Regions from separate parts of the Mus musculus genome. Here regions 2 and 3 are each linked to region 1. Evidence: chromatin contacts called from public HiChIP or PLAC-seq data. All regions are on one chromosome and are shown on one strand. The core of a region is the stretch at or near the end of the contact, and the rest is flanking DNA. Distances in the headings are between cores, read along the strand shown. Region 1 has its middle 80 kb from the start of Gm34331. Region 2 has its middle 31 kb from the start of Gm41912. Region 3 has its middle 17 kb from the start of Gm19589.

Region 1 (4,241 bases), core at 1,229-3,728:
ATTCAGCCATCGGGATTCCTTCTTGCCAGGCATTTTTGCATGCCTCCAAGCCATCTTTGGGCACATCCTTATTCTGAGACCAGAAGAAATTTCAAGCTAACTTTGTCACATCTCTCATGGTGGTCAATCATGCATCTATCCAGTGGCCCCTTTACATCCAGCCCAGTATCTGTAGGCTCTTCCTCACATTCCCACACTCCCTCTTAGTTCACGTCTCCCACACTCCCTCCTAGTTCACGTCTCCTCTCCCATCCTGACATTTCCCAATACTTATAGATGTCACCCACTCTTACAACATGCCAATAGTTTTGAAAGGACCACCTTACCACTCCTGAAAACAAGGACATCAAGCTAAGACTCAGCATTTCTTAGCAGCTCCCATGAGTTTTCTTCACTGTTTTTCTAAGCAAACAAGAGTGGAGATGAACCCTGAGACATGGTATGGGTGAATGCAGAAAGTTACAGTGTTGTCTGGTGAGGCAGCTGTGGAACATCTTGTGAGTTCCATAAATCAAAATTCAAAAGGGACACTGATATCTCCAACAGGGCCGAGGACTTTTTTGCCAGATGATAGGGCTTTGGAGAAGTGAGGGATTATTGAGGCCATGTATGGTTGTGTGTGTGTGTGTGTGTGTGTGTGTGTGTGTGTGTGTGTGTGTGTGTGTAAAAAAGGAAGCAGGGAGAGAGATCATGTATATGAAAAGCCAGAGGTCAACCTCAGGTATAGTTTCTCAGGTATTGTGTGTGTGTGTATGTGTGTGAAAGAGAGAGAGACAGAGAGAGAGAGAGACAGAGAGAGAGACAGAGACAGACAGAGAGAGACAGACAGAGAGACAAACAGACAGGAGGTGGGAGATGTTAATGCAGGTACACTCAGAGTCCAGAATGTGGCAGTATATAGCTCTTGAGTTGAAGTTACAGGTGGTTGTGAGCCACCTGATCATGGATGGTGAGATATGAACTTGGGTCCTCTGCATGGAGTGATGGAACCTAGGCAGTGGGTTTTGCCAGAGCAACTGGGTCACTGGGATATGTGTTAGGGGTGTGCCTTACCCTGGCCCTTTCCTGTCATTCTCTGCCTCTAGTCTACCATGAGCTGAGTTGCTTTGCAATCTCATGGGCTCCTGGCCATGGCTCTGCATCACCATGGTGGGTTCAGTGCTCTCAACAGAGCAAGAGATCAGGGATCAAAACCCATGAAACCATGTATCAAAACAAATCTTTCTCTCCTTGTTTCTTAAGTTGATATCCTATCTCAGTGATGAAAAGTACAATATACCTAGTATGCTTTCTGTTGCTATAACAAAGTCCCTGAGGCTAAGTACTTTAAACGGAAAAGAGATTTATTTGGCCCATCATTCTGAAATTTCAGAGTGGCAGCATCTGGTTGGCTACGCCAAAGCCTTGGCAGATGGTCTCATGACAGATGGTCTTATGGCTGTGGGAATGCATTTGGAAGAAGGATTCCGGGCAGGTGCCAAACTTGATTATATCAACCCATTTTCTCCAGCACTAATCTAGTCCAACAGGCAGACTTAATCCATTCACAAAGTTAGAGACACCGTGACCTAATTACCTTTCACCAGTCCCCATGTCTTAAATGCTTCACCACTGCGGTCCACACACAGGAACAAGCTTGAAACATGCTAGCCTCTCAGAGTGTATATTTAAAGGATGGCAAAGACAGTCTCCGTTGGGGCTTCAGACTTACCAAGCATTTAAATTGGCGACTGCAGGAACCATGCCTATTGAGGGTGACTGGCAGAAACTTCCAGGCTTGTGCTATTTCTCTGGGATGTTTGCCACTGTCCCATGAGGATCCTGCAACTGTGTTTGATTAACAAACTACTGTGACCAAAGTTTGGCAGCTGGGTTGCCACTTTAACCTCTATTTCCCCTAAATGTAATAACATGCAGGATCAACTAACATTATGCAAATCCCACTATTTAGAAAAAGATTTTATTTTTCTGCATATATGTCTGCTTGTGTGTATATGTGTGGGAATACTAGTGCCCTGGGAGGACATGGGATTCCCTGGAGCTGGAGTTGCACATAGTCATGACAGAGGCACCTGACATAGGCACCAGAAGCCTAGCTCAGGTCTTCTGTTAGGGCAGCCCATGCTTTTCACTGCTGATGAGCAGCATCTCTCTGGACCCAAGTTCTACATCTTTAAACACTGTATTATTTCTTTAATTGAGGTGCAAATAATGCTACATCCCCGAAGAGTGACTGTGGGGAAAGCAACAAAGTTAAAGCATCCCAGCTACAATGTTTCTCCAGTTCTGTAAACAGCCAGACGCCTGGGTCCAGAGAGTTCCGCCTTGGGTCCAGAGAGTTCCGCCTGTTACCCCGCCCTCCTCCACCCCCCTGCTTCTTGAACCTACCTAGCAAGGCCACTATTCGTCAGCTCATGTTTCCTTGGAAACCATTGATAAGATTTCAAAACACTTCAAAACAATATAACCGTTCTCTGAGATGTTTCCATGGTTGCTGGGAAACAAGGTCCTCCTTTTGGCTGCAGGAAGGGAGGGGATGGGGACTCCCGTGCTACAGGCAAAACTGAATGTCTAAGACAAGCTCAGCCCCCCCGCCCCCCGCACTGGGGGGAGGGGATGTGGACCCCAGGTAGATCCAGCTCTGCTAGGTGGAGCCCAGACTCTGCCCCCTTGTTACTTATTGTAAAGGGCCAGAGGCTACACCCTAGTTCTCCACTTCCTCCAATACAACCAAAGACAAAGAGAGACTCTAGGGAAACACGTGGACTTGCAGTTTCTCTGTTTCCACCCCCATCCTCCCACCCCTGACCCTATCTGTGTCTTTTAGTTATCCAAGATCCAGGGGACAATGAGCAAGGATTTGAAGAACCACAGACCCAGGACTTCATCCGGCTTTCCAAATCCCTCTGTCTTAGGTTTCTATTGTTGTGATGTAACGCCATGACCAAAAAGCAAGTTGGGGAGGAAAGGGTTTATTTGGTTTACACTTCCACATTATGGTCCATCGTTGAGAAAGTCAGGACAGGAACTCAAGCAGGGATAGAACCTGGAGGCAGGAGCTGATGCAGAGACCATGGAGAGGTAGTGCTTACTGGTTTCTCCCTGTGGCTTGTTCAGCCTGTTTCCAATAGAACCCAGGACCTCCAGCCCAGGAGTGGTACCACTCACAATGGGTTGGGCCTTCCCCCATCCATCTCTAAGTAAATGCTCTGCAGGCTTGCCTACAGTCCAGTCTTACAGAGGCATTTTTTTTTTTTAAACTGAGATGCCCTCCTCTCTGTGTCAAGTTGACACACCAGCTCTAAATGAAAAGATGCATCCTGTGTACCTGGGTGGGTTTGTAAGATGAGTGGGTACAGGGCCCGTGTCCTGGGTCACACCTGCTATCCACACATCTCTTATTTGACATGCTGCCTGGTGAGGCTGAAGCCACATAGGAATAAGCACTTCGGAGGTACTGAGGCTTCGCTGCATGGGAAAGGAGGGGGATTCCCACTCCCAAGGAGGGAGGCTTGTCTTACACTTCATCTCCTCCCTGTTTGTCTCCTCATCAAGTCTGTCCTGAAATTCACCCTTTCCTGTTCTGAGCCCCACCGCGTCAGACTACTTCCATTAGCAAAGAAATGAAAAGCAAACAGAAAACATGCAGGCCCCGTCTACTCTGGCGACTTCCCTTCTGAGCTCTGCCTTGGAGAAGATTATCCCCGTGGGATCTCTGCAATTCCTCCCTCCCTAGTCCTACACTTGACCAGGGCCTCAGGACCCTCATCTGGATGAATCAATGATCTTGACACACCCTCCTATTAGATCCATGGATGACCTAACCCTCCCCATAGAACCACGGATGACCTAAAACGGTTTCTTCAGTTCTTAGCTCACTTTTAACCACTTGAGAGGTCATTGTCCCACACAAAAGCATCGCCTCTGGTAGAAGCAGTGCTTCCGGTCTGCCCATCCTCTTCATCCTGAGGCTGGCCTCCACAGTCTCCAGGTCTGCCACCTCCTTGCTGACCTGAACAGAGAGGCTGTATTACCTTGGTGTGTGGTAGGGAGAAGTTTCTTCTTCCACCCTCCCTGAGACCAGCATGCATTGCTTTCTTCTTTAAATCAAAGTGCAGCCGGCAAGGAACATGTCTCCTGTTATTCATGATCAACATCTCCTGGGTCTGTGTCTCCTTCTTTAATTATCCTTTTATTTATTTGTGAGAACTACATATATGGGACCCCGACTTAGAGCATTT
Region 2 (4,231 bases), core at 1,130-3,629, 580 kb after region 1:
AGTCTGTCTTTAAAAACAAACAAACAAACAGCAAAACAAAAACCAAACCACACGCTGTCGTCTCCGGAGGAGGGCTGTGGGTGCAGCTGAGGAGGCCTTTGGCTCCTGTTTTGGCTCACAGATGCCTCCTGAGCTTGTTGCCCGGCATCTCTTTCCTAACACTTCCTGCTCTCCTAACCTTTTCTCCCATCCAGGCTCTGTGACCTTTGAGTGACTCAGCTACAAGCAGCTTGCATCCAGGTAGGAGAAGCATTCAGTGCCCCAGGAATAGATCTTTACTAGAGAAAACACTCTCAGGAGTAGGTGAGACATATGGTAGGCAGCCAGGACGTCTGAGATCTTATTCATCAGGCCTTTTGGGCTGGAAAAGCTGCTGAAGCTCTGGCTACAGCTTGGATGCTTATAGCCCTGACAACTTGCGGGGTTGGGTTTCCCTTGCCCTCAGCCATCAGACTGGGAAGTGGGACAGGCACAGCACAGCAAAAGAGCATGAGTTCTGACCTTGCTTTTAATTCTGGAACCAGCCAGACAACTTACAGGGCCTAGAGTAGAAAGGGAAACATGGGACCCCCTTCTTAAAGAAATCGTTAAGAATTTCAAAAACAAGGCAGCAGATTCTTTTGGGAGTGTGCCCCCCCCCCCCCCCCCCCCCGTGTGCACACTGGTCACGAGGTGCTTGTGTAGATTCTGTGCGATGACTTTGATTCTCGGAGGCACACCTTGAACAGATCACAGGGCTGTGATTGGCACAGGAGACCGTCTATCTAAGCAGCCACAGGAAGGGGAATCCCAGTATTGATCGCGGTGTGTATCAGGGAAGGAGCAGAGCAGTAGATCATATCCTGGGTTTGGAACAGCTGAAATAAACCAGCAAGAAGTGGAGTTAGAGCTAATGCAAGTTCTGGAGCTAGAAAACAAACAGCAGGAACAGGGCTTGGACATTGGCTTGGTTGGGGTTTTCCTGCAGTGAAGAGACACCATGACTGTCTTAATTAGGGTTTTACTGCTGTAAACAGACACCGTGAACAAGCCAAGTCTTTTAAGAACAACACTGAATTGAGGCTGGCCTACAGATTCGGAGGTTCAGTCCATTATCAAGGTGGGAGCATGGCAGCATCCAGGCAGGCATGGTGCAGGCAGAGCTGAGAGTTCTACATCTTTACCTGAAGGCTGCTAGCAGAATACTTGCCTTCAGGTAGCTAGGATGAGGGTTTTAAAGCCCACACTCACAGTGACACACCTACTCTAACAGGGTCACACCTTCTAATAGTGCTACTCCCTGGGCCGAGCATATTCAAACCATAACAATGACCAAGGCAACTCTAATAAAGGACATTCAATTGGGGCTGGCTTACAGTTTCAGAAGTTAGTCCATTATCATCATGGCAGGATGCACGGCAGCCAGCAGGCAGTCATGGTGCTGGAGAGGAGCTGAGAGTTCTACATCTTGATCCAAATGCTGTCAGGAGGAGACTGGCTTGTGCAGGCAGTCAGCAGGAGGGTCTCTTCCCCATTGAGCAGAGCCTGAGTGCTAGGATCCCTCAAAGTTCACCTACACAGTGACATACTTTCTCCAACAAGGCCATGCCCCCTGTTAGTGCCACTTCCTGTATACTCACTGGGCCAAGCATATTCAAACCACCACAGACATGCAGCCATGTGACTTCTGATGCCAGACCTCAGAACAGACATGCACACACAGCCCTTGTCAGCATTTGCCTGGGTAGATTGGGTGGCTGAGGTCTTGCCTTCTCAAAGGAACAGACAAGCCAATGCCCAGGAAGAGAGGAAAAGAGGCATAGAAATGGCTCCTCTCTGACCTTGCCAGCTGAATCAGCACCTTATTTTTCACCAGGAGCCACCTCTGAGTGACTCCCTGAGTCACCTCTTCCTATAAAAGGAAACCTCTTAAGCAACCAAAGTACCCCCAAATGTCAACCGACTGCAGTCACAGCGACAATTTTCCCATGGAGCATTTATCATCTCCTCCCTTATTCCCCCATCCTCAGTTGGACCATCTCCATCCAAGTTTCCTATCTTGAGTCATTGCCCACAGAACTTCAGAGTGCTGAAGTCTAATCACATGCTTGCTTGCCTCGCAGCTCACTGGCTGAGGTTTCTCTTACCTGGCTCGTAGCAGGCAAGTTCTGCTAAATTGATGGCTGGACACATGTGCTTAAAAAAACAACAGGAAGTTCACAGTCTTCGTTTAGTTGACGAAGGCTAAATTCCTTAACAGGGCTCATGCTGTTGAAGTACAGGATGGGCATGAACAAAAGCAGTACAGCATCCCATCAGAGCCAGGCAACCATGTGAGGCAGGGGGTAGCCAGCCCCAGGCCAGATGACTTACTGTATACAACCATGACTAAGGCATTGCAAGCTTCCACTGACAGTGTAGAAGATAGCAGGAGTCACAAACTCACAAGGCTGAGTCCTTATCTGAGAATGTCACATGGTGGTGAGGCCATCATTTAATTCCTAGACATAGGTCAGCCTGACTCTAAAGATGAGCTCACTCTGCTAGGATCCACTGGCCCAGGTTTCTGTTTCATAATTATATCCCAACTCTTGTGTTAGAAACTGGAAACTGAGCTACACAGGGGACAGACTGTATTCATGGGATATCAAAGACCCATAGCTAAACTATGGCTTTTTAAGTCACTTCCTGGGATCCTGGGACCGTCCCAGGACCCAACAAAGTCCTAGAAACTGCCCTGTTTCTCTTGGGCAACTAAAGATGACATCATTATATTTAAGATCATTGGCACAAAGCATTTTTTTTTCCATTTTTTATTAGGTATTTAGCTCATTTACATTTCCAATGCTATACCAAAAGTCCCCCATACCCACCCACCCCCACTCCCCTACCCACCCACTCCCCCTTTTTGGCCCTGGCGTTCCCCTGTACTGGGGCATATAAAGTTTGCAAGTCCAATGGGCCTCTCTTTGCAGTGATGGCCGACTAGGCCATCTTTTGATACATATGCAGCTAGAGACAAGAGCTCCGGGGTACTGCTTAGTTCATATTGTTGTTCCACCTATAGGGTTGCAGTTCCCTTTAGTTCCTTGGGTGCTTTCTCTAGTTCCTCCATTGGGGGCCCTGTGGTCCATTCAATAGCTGACTGTGAGCATCCACTTCTGTGTTTGATAGGCCCTGGCATAGTCTCACAAGAGACAGCTATATCTGGGTCCTTTCAGCAAAATCTTGCTAGTGTATGCAATGGTGTCAGCGTTTGGAAGCTGATCATGGGATGGATCTCTGGATATGGCAATCACTAGATGGTCCATCCTTTCGTCACACTTCCAAATTTTGTCTCTGTAACTCCTTCCATGGGTGTTTTATTTCCTATTCTAAGAAGGGGCAAAGTGTCCACACTTTGGTCTTCGTTCTCTTGATTTTAATGTTTTTAGCAAATTATATCTTATATCTTGGGTATCCTAAGTTTCTGGGCTAATATCCACTTATCAGTGAGTACATATTGTGAGAGTTCCTTTGTGATTGGGTTACCTCACTCAGGATGATGCCCTCCAGGTCCATCCATTTGGCTAGGAATTTCATAAATTCATTCTTTTTAATAGCTGAGTAGTACTCCATTGTGTAAATGTACCACATTTTCTGTATCCATTCTTCTGTTGAGGGGCATCTGGGTTCTTTCCAGCTTCTGGCTATTATAAATAAGGCTGCTATGAACATAGTGGAGCATGTGTCCTTCTTACTGGTTGGGGCATCTTCTGGATATATGCCCAGAAGAGGTATTGCTGGATCTTCCGGTAGTACTATGTCCAATTTTCTGAGGAACCGCCAGACTGATTTCCAGAGTGGTTGTACAAGCTTGCAATCCCACCAACAATGGAGGAGTGTTCCTCTTTCTCCACATCCTCACCAGCATCTGCTGTCACCTGAATTTTTGATCTTAGCCATTCTGACTGGTGTGAGGTGGAATCTCAGGGTTGTTTTGATTTGCAGTTCCCTGATGATTAAGGATGTTGAACATTTTTTCAGGTGCTTCTCTGCCATTAGGTATTCCTCGGGTAAGAAATCTTTGTTCAGTTCTAAGCCCCATTTTTTTTTAAGATTTATTTATTTATTATATGTGAGTACACTGTAGCTGTCTTCAGACACACTAGAAGAGGGCGTCAGATCTCGTTATGGATGGTTGTGAGCCACCATGTGGTTGCTGGGATTTGAACTCCAGACCTTTGGAAGAGCAGTTGGGTACTCTTACCCA
Region 3 (4,124 bases), core at 983-3,482, 650 kb after region 1:
TATAATATTCATCAGTAACTGGTAACTAGGGGAGTGACTTGCTCAGCAGGCAAAAGTATGTGTCACAAAAGCCATATTATCTGAGGTCTGTCCCTGGAGCCCCTAGTGGAAGGAAAGAAATTAATCTTAAGAGTTGTTCTCTGGGGCCAGAGAGATGGCTCAGCAATTAAGACTGCTCTTTCAGAGGTCCTGGGTTTAATTCCCAGCAACCACATGGTGGCTCACAACCATCTCTAATGGGGTATGATGCCCTCTTCTGGTGTGTCTGAAGAGGCCTACAGTCAAATATATAAAACAAATAATTCTTTTTTTTTAAGTTGTTCCATAAGCTCCACATGCATGCGCGTGCACACACACACACACACACACACACACACACACACACACACACACGCACACGCACACACACACACACACACACATCATGGGCACACATGTACACAGACACAGACATACATACACACACTAAGAGCAAAAGAATTTGAATAGCTGCAAACTGGGTCTAGGGCTCTCTCCTTTCTTTAGACACCTCTTTTCTCTGTGTCAACAAATAGCCTTCACCCCCAATTGCATGTCTTGCTTAAAGGTAGCCCATGCCATCTTAAGGTTTCTTGCTTCACTCTTCAAAGCTGAATTTCACAGGGTGCAAGGAGGAAGATTTGGGCCAACCTTTGATGCCTTTTAGAAAATCATCATTGGTGGGGCTGGAGAGATGGCTCAGCAGTTAAGAGCACTGACTGCTCTGCAGAGGTCTTCAGTTCAATTCCCAGCAACCACATGGTGGCTCACAACCATCTGTAATGGGATCTGATGCCCTCTTCTGGTGTGTCTGAAGTCAGCGACAGTGTACTCACATATATTAAATAAATAAATCTTTTTTAAAAAGATCATCATTGGCATTCTTCATGAAAATCTTGTCATTCTAAGGCTAGAAGAAGTTTTAGACTAAAGCAACCCACGTCACCTGTCAGACTGCAGGTCCCATAGAAGGAAGGTCCCTGCAGGGTCTATGGGGGAACTGGGATCAGATCCGAGGTCTAAGTCAGATGATGCAGATTACACTTTGCCAGGAAAAAACAAAGCTTGGAAAGACCTCAATTCATTCAGTAAGGACTTCACCCTTTATTTTAAGAATGACACAAAATCAAGGTTTTTTTGTTTTTTAAGTCAAGCATGCTAGTGCATGCTTATAATAGCAGAGGTGGGGGACATAGAGACAGGCAGATCCTTGGGGGCTTATTGGCCAGTTATCCTAGCTGACGTGAGTTCCAGGCCAGTGAGAGACCGTTTCTTCAAAACAAGGTCAGTGGCACCTGAAGAAGGACACATGGGATTGTCCTATACCTCCATCCACAGGAGCAAAGATGTACCCACCTACCCCCTTCCAAACCCAAAATTAAGGGTATTCTCACAAAAAGGGACCTCTCATGACTGCCCTCCGAAAGACCCAACGAGCAGCTGAAAGAGTCATATGCAGATATTTACACCCAACCAATGGACAGAAGCAGCTGACCCCTGTTGTTGAATTAGGGAAGGCTGAAAGAAGCTGAGGAGAAAGCGGGTCCTGTAGGAAGACCAGTAGTCTCAATTAATCTGGACCCCCTGAGATCTTTTGAACACTGGACCACCAAACAGAGAGTATACACCAACTGATATAAGGCCCCCAACACACATAAAGTAGAGGACTTCCGGGTCTATGTTCATTCAGAGATGATGTACCTAACCTTCAAGAGACTGGAGGTCCCAGGGAGTTTAGAGGTCAGGTGGGGTGGGGGTGGGGGCATCTATGTGGAGACAGGGGAGTGTGGAGGAAGTGTGGGATGTGGAGCAGTTGGAAGGTGGATGGGGGAGGATGAAGAATGGAATATTCAGTGTAAAAAATAAATTAAAAAAAATTCCCTATGTCTGGTATGGTATAGATGGTGTCCATTATTCAAATAGAAAAGGAATAGGCCTTTTTTTCTTTTTTCAATCTAGTCAGTATAAATAGGAATCACATTAGGTTATTTAATTTCTGAAGAGCTCACATGATTAGATTTAAATACAAAGCAAGCACAGCATTCTCTACTTGATTGAAATGATGTCTAATAAATGTTTGCGATCCTCTTGAGAAGTTAGATAATGTGAAGTTCAGTGCTTTCTCTTTCTTTAGTCAACACTTTAAACTTCCCGCTGGAGCTTGGCTCTCCCACTAACGTTGCTGGTCCATGACTCACCTCAGGAATAAAGAATGCTTTTGTGTGTGGGGCTTCACCACAGAGACGGTATTTTTTTTTTCTTTGTCTCAACCTCATCCTGAAGGTGTGGCTTTCTTAGCAAAATAGTCATTCTTTCTTTGTGCTGCTTGGGCCCCCACTCATTAATCGAGTCAAGTCTGGAACACCCATTAACAACCCCTAAAGATTCAAGGAAATCTACTCAAAGACCAGTTATTTCTTTAATGTTCTCAAATTCTCTCTTCAACAAAACCGAGAGCAAGGCTACACAAGATGAGTTGGGAGAGCTCAGGTTAGCAGAGTCCAGACTCCATGCAAAGGCAAATCCTCTGCCTTGTTATTAGCGTGACTAGAACCAGAAGACGTACAGGGATATCCTTAGCAAGCCAGAATGGCGTTGTCAGCTCAGTAAGTACATATCGAAGCAAAGACCAATTGGAGATAACTTTTATGAACAAAATATTTCTTTTTAACCACTAAGAGTCTTCAACCAGAAGGACTCCAAAGAAAATTCCAGGGGGGTGGGGGGGAGAACTTGATAGCAAAGACACATCATGAAACAATTTTCAAACAAGTGAACACATTTTCAAAGTTTAGATGAACAACAAGAACAACAATTTTGTTGAACAAAGAGCTAAATACTAGAAAAGTAATAGAGAAGTCTTGGAAAGTTACACAAGAGGGATCAAGATGGTGATGAGTATTTGACATAAAATTCACTAAAACTGAATTCAAAAATTGGTCATGAAGAGGGGAGAGAAAAGGAAAGAAGAGAAGAAGAAGGAGAAGGAGGAGGAGGAGGAGGAGGAGGAGGAGGAGGAGAAGAAGAAGAAGAAGAAGAAGAAGAAGAAGAAGAAGAAGAAGAAGAAGAAGAAGAAGAAGAAGAAGAAGAAGAAGAAGAAGAAGAGAGACACACATAGAGAGAGAGAGAAGAGAGAGCTTTAAAAACCAGGTTGGGGAGATAGCTCAGTGGTTAAGAGCACTGACTGCTCTTCTAAAGGTTCTTAGTTCAAATCCCAGCAACCACATGGTGGCTCACAACCATCTGTTATGAGATCTGATGCCCTCTTCTGGGGTGTCTGAAGACAGCTACAGTGTACTTACATATAATAAACAAACAAACAAACAAACATCCCAATATTGGCAGGGAAAGTACGTGTACATCAGTCCCCAAAGGACTGACACAGGTACAGGGTTTGATCTCTGCCACCTGATGAACCCAGGCTGTGTGAGGATGCTACACAGATCTGTTGGCAAAATGGTCCAGGTTTACAGGGAGCAATGTGCCAGCACTTAGTAAGTGCAGTGGAGAAAGGCTAAAGGCTTGACTGCACATGTGGGCATTCACCCCAGCAAGCAGACTCTCATCTGACTGAGACTGTACAAAGACCAGAGAAAGAACCTGGATGGATCTCACTAGAGATAGAAGGAAAGAGGCAGCTATGAAGAATGAACAGCAAAGAGGATGCAGGGACAAAATATTCTCATGTAAACCTTTAAGTACCACTAGAGTCTCTGAAAGGAGGAATGCGAAGAGGAATGCATGTATTTGCAAATGGGAACTAGAACCAAAAATGACCGAAAAATACAAACACTTGTGGAATCAGTGATGTATGACAATGGTTAGAGCTGAGTTTGAAAAACAGAATGAGAACAGGCCAAAGGGGTGGAATCAGGCCAGGCTAGAGGAGTGGAGTTGGGACAGGCCAAAAGAAACAGGTGGGGAAAGACCAGCAAGGCGGGTGCAGGCACACTACTTTGTTACAGTTTTCATGGTCAGAATGCTGTTATCTTTCATACACTGGAAATTAGTAAGCTCTGTAAGATTGAGAAGAAAAGGGGGAAAATAAAATACAATAGAAACAGAAGAAAATATAACAGTAAACCTATGTTTCAAGTGTCATTATG

The links. HiChIP or PLAC-seq counts read pairs in DNA pulled down with a chosen protein or histone mark.
Region 2: an H3K27ac HiChIP or PLAC-seq map of trophoblast stem cells shows a contact between it and region 1, with 6 times the contacts expected there. The contact joins two enhancer-like sites. A contact is called at or near these places in 6 of 115 datasets of contacts at active chromatin or transcription factors (embryonic stem cells, extraembryonic endoderm stem cells and trophoblast stem cells) and 1 of 9 other capture datasets (embryonic stem cells).
Region 3: a contact with region 1 is called in an H3K27ac HiChIP or PLAC-seq map of trophoblast stem cells, with 4 times the contacts expected there. The contact joins two enhancer-like sites. A contact is called at or near these places in 1 of 484 Hi-C or Micro-C datasets (cortical neurons), 4 of 115 datasets of contacts at active chromatin or transcription factors (differentiating embryonic stem cells, embryonic stem cells, pancreatic cancer cells and 1 more) and 1 of 9 other capture datasets (embryonic stem cells).

The regions. Positions count from the first base shown.
Region 1 is chr1:89,181,893-89,186,133 of GRCm38.p6, reverse strand. No RefSeq gene overlaps it. Among named protein-coding and RNA genes, the nearest start is that of Gm34331, 80 kb to the right of the region's middle. Within about 2 kb of position 2,478, at least 115 of the 459 cell types and tissues checked have an H3K27ac peak or open chromatin away from gene starts, as enhancers often do. A contact at or near this core is called in pancreatic cancer cells and trophoblast stem cells, where this site is marked.
Region 2 is chr1:88,598,524-88,602,754 of GRCm38.p6, reverse strand. No RefSeq gene overlaps it. Among named protein-coding and RNA genes, the nearest start is that of Gm41912, 31 kb to the right of the region's middle. Within about 2 kb of position 2,379, at least 9 of the 459 cell types and tissues checked have an H3K27ac peak or open chromatin away from gene starts, as enhancers often do. A contact at or near this core is called in trophoblast stem cells, where this site is marked.
Region 3 is chr1:88,532,394-88,536,517 of GRCm38.p6, reverse strand. No RefSeq gene overlaps it. Among named protein-coding and RNA genes, the nearest start is that of Gm19589, 17 kb to the left of the region's middle. Within about 2 kb of position 2,232, at least 47 of the 459 cell types and tissues checked have an H3K27ac peak or open chromatin away from gene starts, as enhancers often do. A contact at or near this core is called in pancreatic cancer cells and trophoblast stem cells, where this site is marked.